2 separate regions of the Capsicum annuum genome follow, and region 1 is linked to region 2. A link is a contact called in public Hi-C data. All regions are on one chromosome and are shown on one strand. Each heading gives the region's core, a stretch centred on a gene start, on an enhancer-like site or on the middle of the called end of the contact. The rest is flanking DNA. Distances are from core to core; before and after follow the strand shown.

Evidence for each region. Hi-C and Micro-C count contacts between places; a contact is called where the count stands out from the background.
Region 1: a Hi-C map of leaf shows a contact between it and region 2, with 4 times the contacts expected there. The contact joins the promoter of LOC107842463 here to the promoter of LOC107842474 in region 2. A contact is called at or near these places in 2 of 5 Hi-C or Micro-C datasets (leaf and placenta).

Annotation. Positions count from the first base shown.
Region 1 is chr9:143,808,666-143,814,196 of UCD10Xv1.1, reverse strand. LOC107842463 (UPF0690 protein C1orf52 homolog) reads right to left here and starts at 4,054. Exons shown (of 3, transcript XM_016686317.2): 1 at 3,921-4,054; 2 at 3,701-3,841; 3 at 1,673-2,193. The coding sequence starts at 3,824. The coding sequence ends at 1,811.
Region 2 is chr9:143,616,828-143,622,338 of UCD10Xv1.1, reverse strand. LOC107842474 (type I inositol polyphosphate 5-phosphatase 4) reads left to right here and starts at 2,024. Exons shown (of 15, transcript XM_016686340.2): 1 at 2,024-2,217; 2 at 2,654-2,721; 3 at 2,827-2,914; 4 at 3,296-3,364; 5 at 3,501-3,588; 6 at 3,671-3,775; 7 at 3,862-4,486; 8 at 4,567-4,760; 9 at 4,913-5,021; 10 at 5,133-5,281; 11 at 5,414-5,511. The coding sequence starts at 2,692.

The DNA of each region.
Region 1 (5,531 bases), core at 2,805-5,304, 190 kb before region 2:
TTTGACCCCAAAATATGACGAGTGTAAATTTAATCCCAAAGTATGACAAAAGATATATTTAGCTAATTTTTTAAAGTAGAAGGGTAAATTTGACTCTTTTCCTAAAATAATTATTAGAGGGGAAAAGGGTCAAATTTACTCCTTTATTTTGATAAATTGGCTAAATGTACCCTTCGTTATACTTTGGGGCTAAATTTACCCATGTTGTCATATTTTGGGGTCAAATTTATCCCTCTACTTTGAAAAATTAGTTACATAAATCCTTCGTCATACTTTGGCGTCAAATTTATCCTTGATGTCATACTTTTGAGTTAAATTTACCCTCGTTATAAGAAACTGTTCATATGTATCATTTCTTTAATAGAAAAAGTTCAAATCAACGTTAAATGCTCTTTTTTTTTTAAAATAAACATGCCTTAATTTAACCCTTCCGATCCGACTCTAGCCACAAAAAAGACACAAATAAATATACTCTCTTCAGTTCTGTTGGTCAAATTTTTTCAACGAGATTAAGCCATTGGATATTTACCAGTGCATATCTCATGAAAAATTGATCTGCATCAGTGCAAACACAAAAAAATATATCTGTCTCCCAGTTCATGAATTTGCATCAAGGCAGAGCCCAAGAAAAATTGCATTTGACGGTCAAATGCAATAAATTAGGCCCATTGGATATTTCTATGATTCATTGAGTTAAAAGGTTTCCCTATCTATCAATTGTGGCATTCCTCATTCATATATCTTTATATGTAATTTAGATCTATACAAATTTTTCATCATGTCATTTGCTCAGAAACTTATTCACAAGATGCACATAGAATTTCATGCCAAATTTTGAAATTTGAACATGATCGTACAAAAGTAGAGCTTGTAATAGATAGTTTCTGTAGTTCCATGCTTCTACATTATCTCATTTCATTTTACGTTTTGTTTATTTGTAAACAACCTATTGCACATTGAAATAGAAGTATTTTGTTCGTTGAAAAGATTTGATCAGCAGAATTGAGGGAGGAGTATATTTATTTGTGACTCTTTGTGGGCCGAATCGTGCGAATTCAATTAGGGTATGATTTATTTTTAAAAATTGGGCAAGTTAACGTTGAAGATAAATATGACCCGAAAGTATGATATCAAGGGTAAATTTGACCTCAAAATATGATAATGAGGGTAAATTTGACCCAGCTAATTTTTCAAATAGAGGACCTTTTCCCTTATTAAAGAACTAGTTTGGCGGAAAGTCACCGTACCAGATTTAAAGAGTTTTTACTTCATTTGTGAAAATTTGAATGATGTTAACTGTCAAATAATATAAGGATGTCCCAGAAATGCTAGTGTTAGGAAAGGCTGCCTTAGCGGAAACAGTAATTTCGAAATGAAAAGAGCAGTATATTATATAAACTGAGCCAAGGGGGTAGCTATTTATGAAGAATACTTTAAGCTAACACAATATACTCTCCCGTCCTAGAGAAGAAAGTAAACAAGTTCCCTTCACAAGGGGCAGCTAGGTCCCTGGGTGCATTAATATGTAAAACTTGAGGAAGTTGGCATTAACACCTTTTTCAAAACTTATGACTTGAGCACTTAACAAGCAAAGACAAAGCCACTGGACAGAACTACAATATTGAGCGCATCAGATGGATATTTGACCATCAACTTTGACTAGATTTATCCGTTGGTACTTAAGCAATGACCATGGAGGTATCATAAATTCATTTTCATGTTGACAACAATATTCTGGAGTGCACGGTAGTCATAACCAACTGTTACAACACTTTACATGATAAAAATGCTAAAAAGAACAGCTCGTGAATCAGGAATCAAACCCAGAGTAAACGCCATTATCCCTTAGCAGCCTCTTTTCCTCTTCAACGTAACTCTTCCCTCTGCTAGCCTGACCAAGATCTCTCTTCCTCTTCTCCTTCTGTGAGAAAGAAAAGTTCTTCCTCTCTTTCTGAGTTCGTGCATGAACCAGTTCCTCTGCTTCCGCAAGTGAAGCCCTCGTCTTCTGACGCTCCTCATAAGTTTCTTCCTTCTCTTTTTCCCGAGTTTCCTTCCCACTTGACCAAGACCAATTTTGTTCCTGTTCTGGCTCCTTGGGTGGTGGAACTTTCAGGACAGATAATCCACCTTTATACCCGTGGCGGCTTAGAGCTTCAATGTCCACACCTTTTCTGTTCCGCTTTGCAGACTCAACTGAACATAGGCAATATTAACCATTACGCATCAAGTATTGACACTTTTTTTCTGGCATATAGGACGAAACAACAAAGTTACTCTCCTATGTCATTTATATAGTGGTAGCTATAGCCTACAGTAGTATGTGGGAGCACATCAATAGCCTTTGGCTTGAACTGTGTATGCATATTGAAATTACTTTTGAAAATATATCATGTTCATACCAACTCTGCACTCCTTGTCATTCGTCACAAATTACCAGTAGGCACAGCAGTTAAGTTATATGACCAGAGCTACTATATTGAGGCTAGAATTAAAATTAGTTTTTCTGAATCCTAGGTATTTGAGCCTTCGTAAATTCATGGATATCATGGAGTCTCTAGTGATTTATTCTATGCATCTATGTGGTTCTCCATCACTAGAATAAATAAGTGCTAGATTCACTACAATTCCCAAAGAAGGATGCACCAAATAACTTTAAGAGCATGAAGAAGCTGTAGAAACTTGCTATCAAAAGCAAAAGACCCTAAATGAACATATTTTTATACTAACTTTGCACCCAATGTCACAAATAACCTAAGTTGCTCGAACTCGGGTGCGGGTGTCCGGGCACGGATCTAGAGGTCGGATCCTTCACGGTCTCAATTTAAAGATTTGGGGATATGGATCTAGGGATGGATACAGGTGCGGGGATTCGGTGAAAAATAATTTAAATATCTAAAAATAGAGTTATAAAACATAAATTTTGATATATTATGTGAAAAACTTAAGGAGAAAATATTTTTCAAGAAGAAAATCTTGAAAGGAGATAAAAAGAAAAGCAATAACATAGAAATTTCTATATACAAGGTATTTCATTTTCTTCAATTTCACCTTAGCTTTTATTTTGATTATAGAATTTCTTAAATCTGTCCGGACTTTCCCAATCGATTTTGGTCAAAGTACCCAAAATCGGTTGACCACATCGGGTACGGATCCCACACCCATATCGTGTCAACACGGGTGCGGCACCGAAAGTGAAGAGTCCGAGTAACTTAGCAAATAACTAGTAAGTGCAGTAGAATCCCATACACACCGACTTATAACAATATTGATGCTAGAATACAAAATGGCTTGAATTAAGATCCTTGGTGGAATTTGAGACTCAGTAAATTCAAGGATTTGGTGATTTATTTCATGCGTCTATGCTGATCTCCATCACCAGATTAAACTATGCTAGAAAGCCTTAAAAATAAATAATTCTTTAGAATTCTCAGCGAAGGAATAGGGAGCAATTCTAATTGGAACGAAGAACATTAATAAACAAGCAGTAGTAACGTACTGGGGTATCAGTATTTTATCCACATCAACAACATCAACGACAACACGGTAGGACACAAATGATCATATTTTCCAGATTACTTGCTCTCTTTTACATTTCTAGCTATGCAAGCAGTTACCTGTAGTTTGCTTTCAAAGTAGTATTCCTTTTTTTGGTAGCAAAAACATACTTGTCTAGTGGTCAATGAAGGAAAAGAGTTGGTACCTTGAGAAGATTTATGTTTAGCATTGATGTTGGCAGACCCCAAATTGTCGTCAGTATCATCGGAGGAGGAGGATGTATCGTCTTCTTCTTCTTCTTCATCACTCCATGGCATTGCCCTCTTCATCCTCAGCCTCAACTAAACTACAAAACCCACAAAACGCAAATTGATTAACAAAACAGCCCTAGTCCAAGCTAGTGGGTATTTAAAGAAACAAATTACCTTGTAGTGTTGTCAATCGAAATTGGCTAGGCTTTTGTTCGTTCAGAGGACCGGTAAATAATGTGGATGGTTCAAAAAGAGGGTTTTGCCTCGGTCATATTTGCTCTCACTCAAATAAATTTTACTACTTGTCTAATTTCAAAAAAAAAAAAAAAAAAAAAAAAAACATTTTATATCTACTTTACTCATATTATTAAATACTTTATTCAGTTTCCAACATAATAAACTTCTTATGAATTTATAAACTAGATACGTAAAATAAAATAATTTATTTAATAATGGGCAACTAAAATGAAACGAAGGAAATACCCTCTTCATCCTAATTTATGTGACATCATTTAATCAAATATAATGTTTAAGAAATAAGAGAAAATTTTGTTATGTTTATTAAATTACTCTTAATAAGGTCATTTTAATGTTACCTTTTAGTAGTTAACCTTTAATAAAAACAAAATAAAAATGATGTCATTAAATATTTCCACTGCTCTATTTACTCTTCCTAAATTTCTTAATTTTGATTTCTCATTTTACCTGTAATTTTTCATTAATCAAGACAAGACAATTTTTTTTCATTTTTATCCTTAGTATTAATTATTTTTTTTCCAAATTAAAATATAAACATCATTTAATACGAATGTTATGATAAAGTAGTCATGTTATTAATTATTTTTTAATCAATATGTAATGTCAAATTAGGACGAGTAAAATGAAACGGATAGAGTAATTGCTAAATAAAAAAATATAACATTTTTTAGATGAACTAAAAAAAGAAAGAATGTCAATAAATTAGGACATATGGAGTAACTAAATTCGACATTTTACTACTAATCTCTCCATTTCTAAATACTTGTCACACTTTTTATTTTTACATTCCTTACAAAATATTGTGTTTTTATCACAATATTCATATTTAATTTCTTTAATCATCGCTCTTTAATTAATGAAAACTGAATATCTCTTTGATAAATAAAAAGTTTGTTAAGGATAAAAGAAAGCATAATATACTTAATATTATTTTAATTTTTAAAATAATAAATATTAAAAAATACTTATTTTTAGGTAAGAATGTTAAATATTTAGAAATGGATGATATGTTTTTTTATGCACTTATCTATAATTTATATCTATAATATATTAGAAGTGTGAAGACCCTTAAAAAGTGATTTGAACTTTTGCCCTTCATTAAATAATTCACAAAATCATTTTTTTATTATTTCTTAAAAATTCATTAAGACTTAGTTCTTAAACTTTTCCTTATTTGAATTATATATCTAAAATTTAAGAATTTTAAATAAATTAAAATTGTATCTTAAGAAAATCCTTAAAACCTTTAATTAATTGATAGTACTGTTTTGGCATTTTTTCCTTAAATCACGTACGTATGCTTTTGGATAAAAGTTGTGTTCACAAATAATTTTAGTTATATCTTTTTTTTTGGTTTGATTATTTAATCTAAGTAAGAATTCTTAATATTAACACGTCTAAATCAATTAGAAGTTTACCTTATATAGAAAAAGAATTTTTACAATTCTATTTAACTAATATTTTGAATCAAAATTTATGAAAAACATAGCTCTAATTGTGCTTTTTTGTCTTATTTTATTATTAAGT
Region 2 (5,511 bases), core at 775-3,274:
ATTTAAGCCTATAAAATAATAGATAAAAATTGATGATTGGGATAAAGTAGTTATGGTGGAAGAGTAGACCTGTCCAAGCTAGTATATCAAAATTCCTAACAAGAATATCCTCAACGTGCTTAACTTCTTCTTCCTTTTTGTTTTTGTACGACTTCTTCAACTATGACTTCATCTCTTTGGCTGGGACCGGACGGACCTCTTCATTGTTTAATTTCGCTATCACTTGCAAATTTCCCAGGATTTTAATTTGATAGAGACTCACCAACTGTTTTCTTCAAGATTTTCTCAATTAATCCACCTAGCTAGCTACTTCTTAATTCTGATAATTCTCAATTACATTCATCAAATTTTATTTTAATTAAGAGGAATAAAATGTATACAATGACTAACTTAAAAGATTTTCCTCTATTTTTTTTTTATAGGACTTTGAATTAAAAGGCCAAATAAGTTTGTCAATTAAGTGGGACCTTCAAGTTTTAAAAATTAGGTAAAAGAGACAAAAAAAGTTTCAATTTTTTTTTTTTAAAAACATTTTTGCCTGAACAACTAAAAAGGTTGTCTCAACAACTATAGAAGTTATCTCAATAACTATCAAAGTTGTTCGATAACTTTATCAAATTGTTCGTCAACTGTGCAAAGTTGTTGGACAACTAATGCGGTTATCGAACAACTGTATCAGTTGTTTAAGAGACTTCATTTTTTTAACTTAATAATATTGTGGGACCCACTTGACACCTTTATTTAATTAAAGACTTGAGAAAGGTCTTTCAACTCATTTTTCTCATCTTTTTAGCAAATGATCTATCAAAATTAGTCTCTCTGCCGATAAGGTCTACATACACTTTACCCTCTCCAAACCTCACTTGATAGGTACGGAGTTATAATGCTCTTACCACTCATCAAGTCACTCGTTTATTTAGTTGGGTTGAGTCGGATTAGATAAGGGTAGTGAGTTTTTTTTCTTCAAAATTGGGTATTTTATTTTGATTTAGAGTTTTTCATCCAAATTAGGGGTATGTGTGACAGGTTTATCAACACCAAATATAAATATGACCCTATCATATAGCCTTGGGTAAATTTCGTCAATAAATAAAAGTTGATGAATATTTTTAACCCTTTTCGCTACAAATTATTCCTGTGAATTATGCTCAATATCGAGAACATAATAGGTGGATTCAAATTCAAAGATTTATCATATTCTTGCAACTTTACATAAGACAGATTAATTTCTAGTGGAGAAGTTAAACACATAAGTTATTCGTGCTGTCACTCAACATAGAGCTGTGTATATAAGATTGTCAAATGGCTGAAAATGGACAAAAAAAAATCACTTGGAATTTATGGACCATTTGGACAAAAACTCACCAAAATTACCGAGTCCATGCATCTAATGACAAGAAAAAAGAAACAGAAAATATTTGGATTATATCAATGAGATGTTTTAAGAACAAAGACCCTGAAATAGGGACAAATGCCTTTGCTTCTCAAGACACAAAGTTTAGTTTGAGGCAATACAAATCCCTCTGGTTTTGTTAAACAACGCAACAAACCAACACATTGTTCTCTTGTTTTGAGTTTTAACATAAACCAAGTTGAGAGAGACAAAGAAAACATCCTTCAATTTTCCTTTTTTATTTTTATTCTTTTAAAACCCTGACGAAAATTCACAGCTGCTACCTTTTAGGTGTAGCTTACGTAAACTTGCTCATGTACAATAGCTCGCAAATCACATCAGAGATATAAATTCACTAGACAAGTCTGGTGCCACAAACTCAATCGAGAAGACATTGACACTAATAATGGATCTCTAACCTCCCTTATGAAGTATCACCACCTGCTGCACCAACTCAGCACCCTTGATAGCGGTTTTTAATTTTTCTAAAACCCAAAAATCAACATTGGAGACTCAAAACAATTCCCATATTAGCATCCAACAAAAACAAAAAGAGAGAGCCTATCTTAGCTTCTCCTAAATCCAATAAAGAGCCCTTTGTATGCCGTTGAATATACTATTTTAGCTCATATATAGATAGGATTACATTCTATTTCATTCCAACTAATATTTCTTTTTAATGTGAGCTGTTTTTTCTACTATTCTTTCCCGGGTACTTCTATTGGATTTATATTAAAGTGAGAGACTTGTAAGAGAGTGTTTTTTTATTTGTTGCTCCCCTGCACTTTATTCCCCTTCAAATGTGGCTTGTTAACCAGAAAGAGGTATTGAAAATACAACATTTACATATAGTCCCCACAAAACTTTCTTTCTCTATCAAACATTGTCTTCTTTTTCTTCTATAATTCTTTGAATACAACAGTCATTAATTCTGTCTTCCCTCTTTAAGGTTCTTGATTCCTTTATAATTTCCTGTGTTTAGCTTGGACTGGCCAAACAAAGTAAAAATATACCAGCTGGGGTTCTTTCAATTTCTACAATATTTTTTGTTTGTATACAAAAACAGTGCACACCATCTGTCACATCTTCCTTATCCAGAATTGTTTGACTATAATCTCCCAATGTTCTATGTTTTTATGCTTCAAGATTTTTGTTTTTTGCTGATTCTTGGTCTTGAATGAAAAGAAAATTCCAAAGTTGAGTGATTCTTGGAGAAATTTGTTTACTTGTTGATCTTATTAATTCAAATCTGTACAATAGGACAAGTAAGGTTCAATCTTTTATGAAGTTCTAAAACAATGAGAGATGGGAACTCTAAGAAAACCAAGGTTAGTTTTTTCTTCTCAAGAATGTGGAAGCTGTTTCTTGCATTTGGTTTTCTTCCCAAATTTACCTCTTTTTTTTTTTTTTTGTGTTTTTGGTTCTTGATGAAGCTCTCTTGGTCCAAGAATCTGGTAAAGAAATGGTTTAATGTTAAAAGCAAAGCCGAGGATTTTCAAGCTGATGATATTGTCTATGGAGGTAATTGATTTTGTCCCTTTTTTTTCGAGAACTGAATCAAAAATTGCATTTTGAGTTTTTGAGGTTCTTGGAGTTTTTAGATAACTTTCACTGACTGCGATTGTCCTGTTTAATGGTTGATTCTGTATCAGTCACTGCATGCTTTTGTATAGTAGTCTTTGGAATCTAATAAGTCTGCCATTTTCATGTGCTTCTTTGAGATCTATTTCTTTGTTTTGTTGTTTTCTGAATTTGTTAGCCTATTGTTTTCTAGGTTTTATGTTTGTGTATTCTTTTCTTTCATTTTTCAAATATGTGAGTTATATGTTGTAACAGCAACATGACACAGCTTTATCCACTTTATGTCCATGCTTTATCCACTTTATGTCCATGCTTTTTCAGGTGTTGATGATGAATGGAGAAACAACTTCTCAGAGAGGCAGACATCCACTATCAAGAAAAGTAAAACAGGTTCAGTATCAAGGAACCACTAAGAATTACCCTTTGGACCACTTGTTTTTGCACAACATAAGCAAGGAATCAATGATTTTATTTTTCTCTTTTCACCGGTTTGCTTGCCTTCTGAATCTGCTAATTTAACTTATAGACAAGTCAAGTAGAAGGCATGCTGATCGTTTTCATCATAGTAAGATTGACCTTGACACTTCAGAGGTTACAGATGTGAATAACTATCGGTGAGTCTTTCTCATCGGTTCAGTTTTATTATGCTCAATTTTCAGAGCTGTATTTTTATGAAGTATGCATATTCTGGCTCAGGGTGTTTGTAGCAACATGGAATGTGGCTGGAAAATCTCCACCTACTAATTTAAGTCTTGATGATTGGCTTCATACCTCACCTCCTGCTGATATCTATGTTCTGGGGTGAGTAACAACCGATTGCCATGTTTAACCAATCCTTTTAAGTAGAAAATGACTATACTTATGAGTTTTGTTTGGTGAGTTGCTAGGTTTCAAGAAATTGTTCCTTTGAATGCTGGTAATGTTTTGGGCACAGAAGATAATGGTCCAGCTAGAAAATGGCTAACACTCATTCGAAAAACTTTGAACAGTCTTCCCGGAACAAGTGGCAGTTATCATACTCCCTCTCCAGTTCCTAATCCTGTTGTTGAGCTAGATGCTGACTTTGAGGGATCGGCAAGAGAAGAAGCCCCGACTTTCTTCCATCACCGCTCATTTCAAACACTAAGCCGTAGCATGAGAGCAATGGAGAGTGAAATGTCAATGCCACGGGCTCAACTTGATCGTCGATTTAGTGTTTGTGATAGGGCTGTGTTTGGAGGAAGGCCAAGTGATTATGACCCATATGCCCAATGGGGTGGTCCCTCGGATGATGAAAATGGTCCAGATGATTCACCTGTTACAACCCACTATTCCCCAATTCCGTATAGTGGTTCCATCACTTCAGAGGACAGAGGCAGACAGCCATCGAAATCAAGATACTGTCTTGTTGCGAGTAAGCAAATGGTTGGAATATATCTTACTATTTGGATTAGAAGTGATCTAAGGGATGATGTTCGCAACCTGAAAGTATCTTGTGTTGGCAGAGGATTGATGGGTTATCTTGGGAACAAGGTATTTTCCTTCTATGGTATCTTGTAAAAGTCTTGATTGCTTACATATGTGCGGAAGTGTTAATCTCACCATATTTGTAGGGCTCAATCTCAGTTAGCATGTCACTGCACCAAACAAGCTTCTGCTTCATTTGTACTCATTTAACATCTGGACAGAAAGAGGGAGATGAGCTGCGGAGAAACTCTGATGTCTTGGAGATTCTAAAAAAAACAAGGTTTCCGAGGATTCATGGCATTGGGGATGACCACTCTCCTCAAACAATCCTCGAGCATGAGTAAAGCCCTTGCTTATATCTGGTCAAGTTCACATTAATTTTTAATATTGACCATAACCTGACCTTTTATTGGTATTTACGATGATGCTCATTTCTCTGAAGTTGGTTCTCGTCCCATTTTATGTCCTAACTTTGGTTTTGCGCTTGTGAAGTCGAATTATATGGCTTGGGGATTTGAACTATCGGATTGCCTTGTCTTTCCGAACTGCCAAAGCACTGGTGGAGATGCACAATTGGAGGGTGCTGTTAGAAAATGATCAGGTATGTCATTCATATTCCACAAGCACTTTTCTTCTTTCCTTCATTTTCTTATTTACCAGATTTTATAGTCACATCAGCTCATCAATTGTAACCTTTGTCTTTTTGGCACAGCTACGGATAGAGCAGAGGATGGGACGTGTTTTTAATGGATGGAGTGAAGGAAGAATATACTTCCCTCCAACATACAAGTACTCAAGTAATTCAGACAGATATGCAGGAGAGGACACACACCCAAAAGAGAAACGAAGAACCCCTGCTTGGTAATCCTTCTCACAAGATCACTTTGTGTTTTTATATGCATAATGCACACAACTCCCTCCTATCAGATGGTTATTTATATCTTGTTCATGTTACATAATTGGACATGTTAAAATTATGACTTGTGAATGAAGGTGTGATCGCATATTGTGGTATGGTCAAGGCCTATATCAAATATCTTATGTTCGTGGAGAGTCCAGATTTTCTGATCATAGACCAGTTTATAGTATAT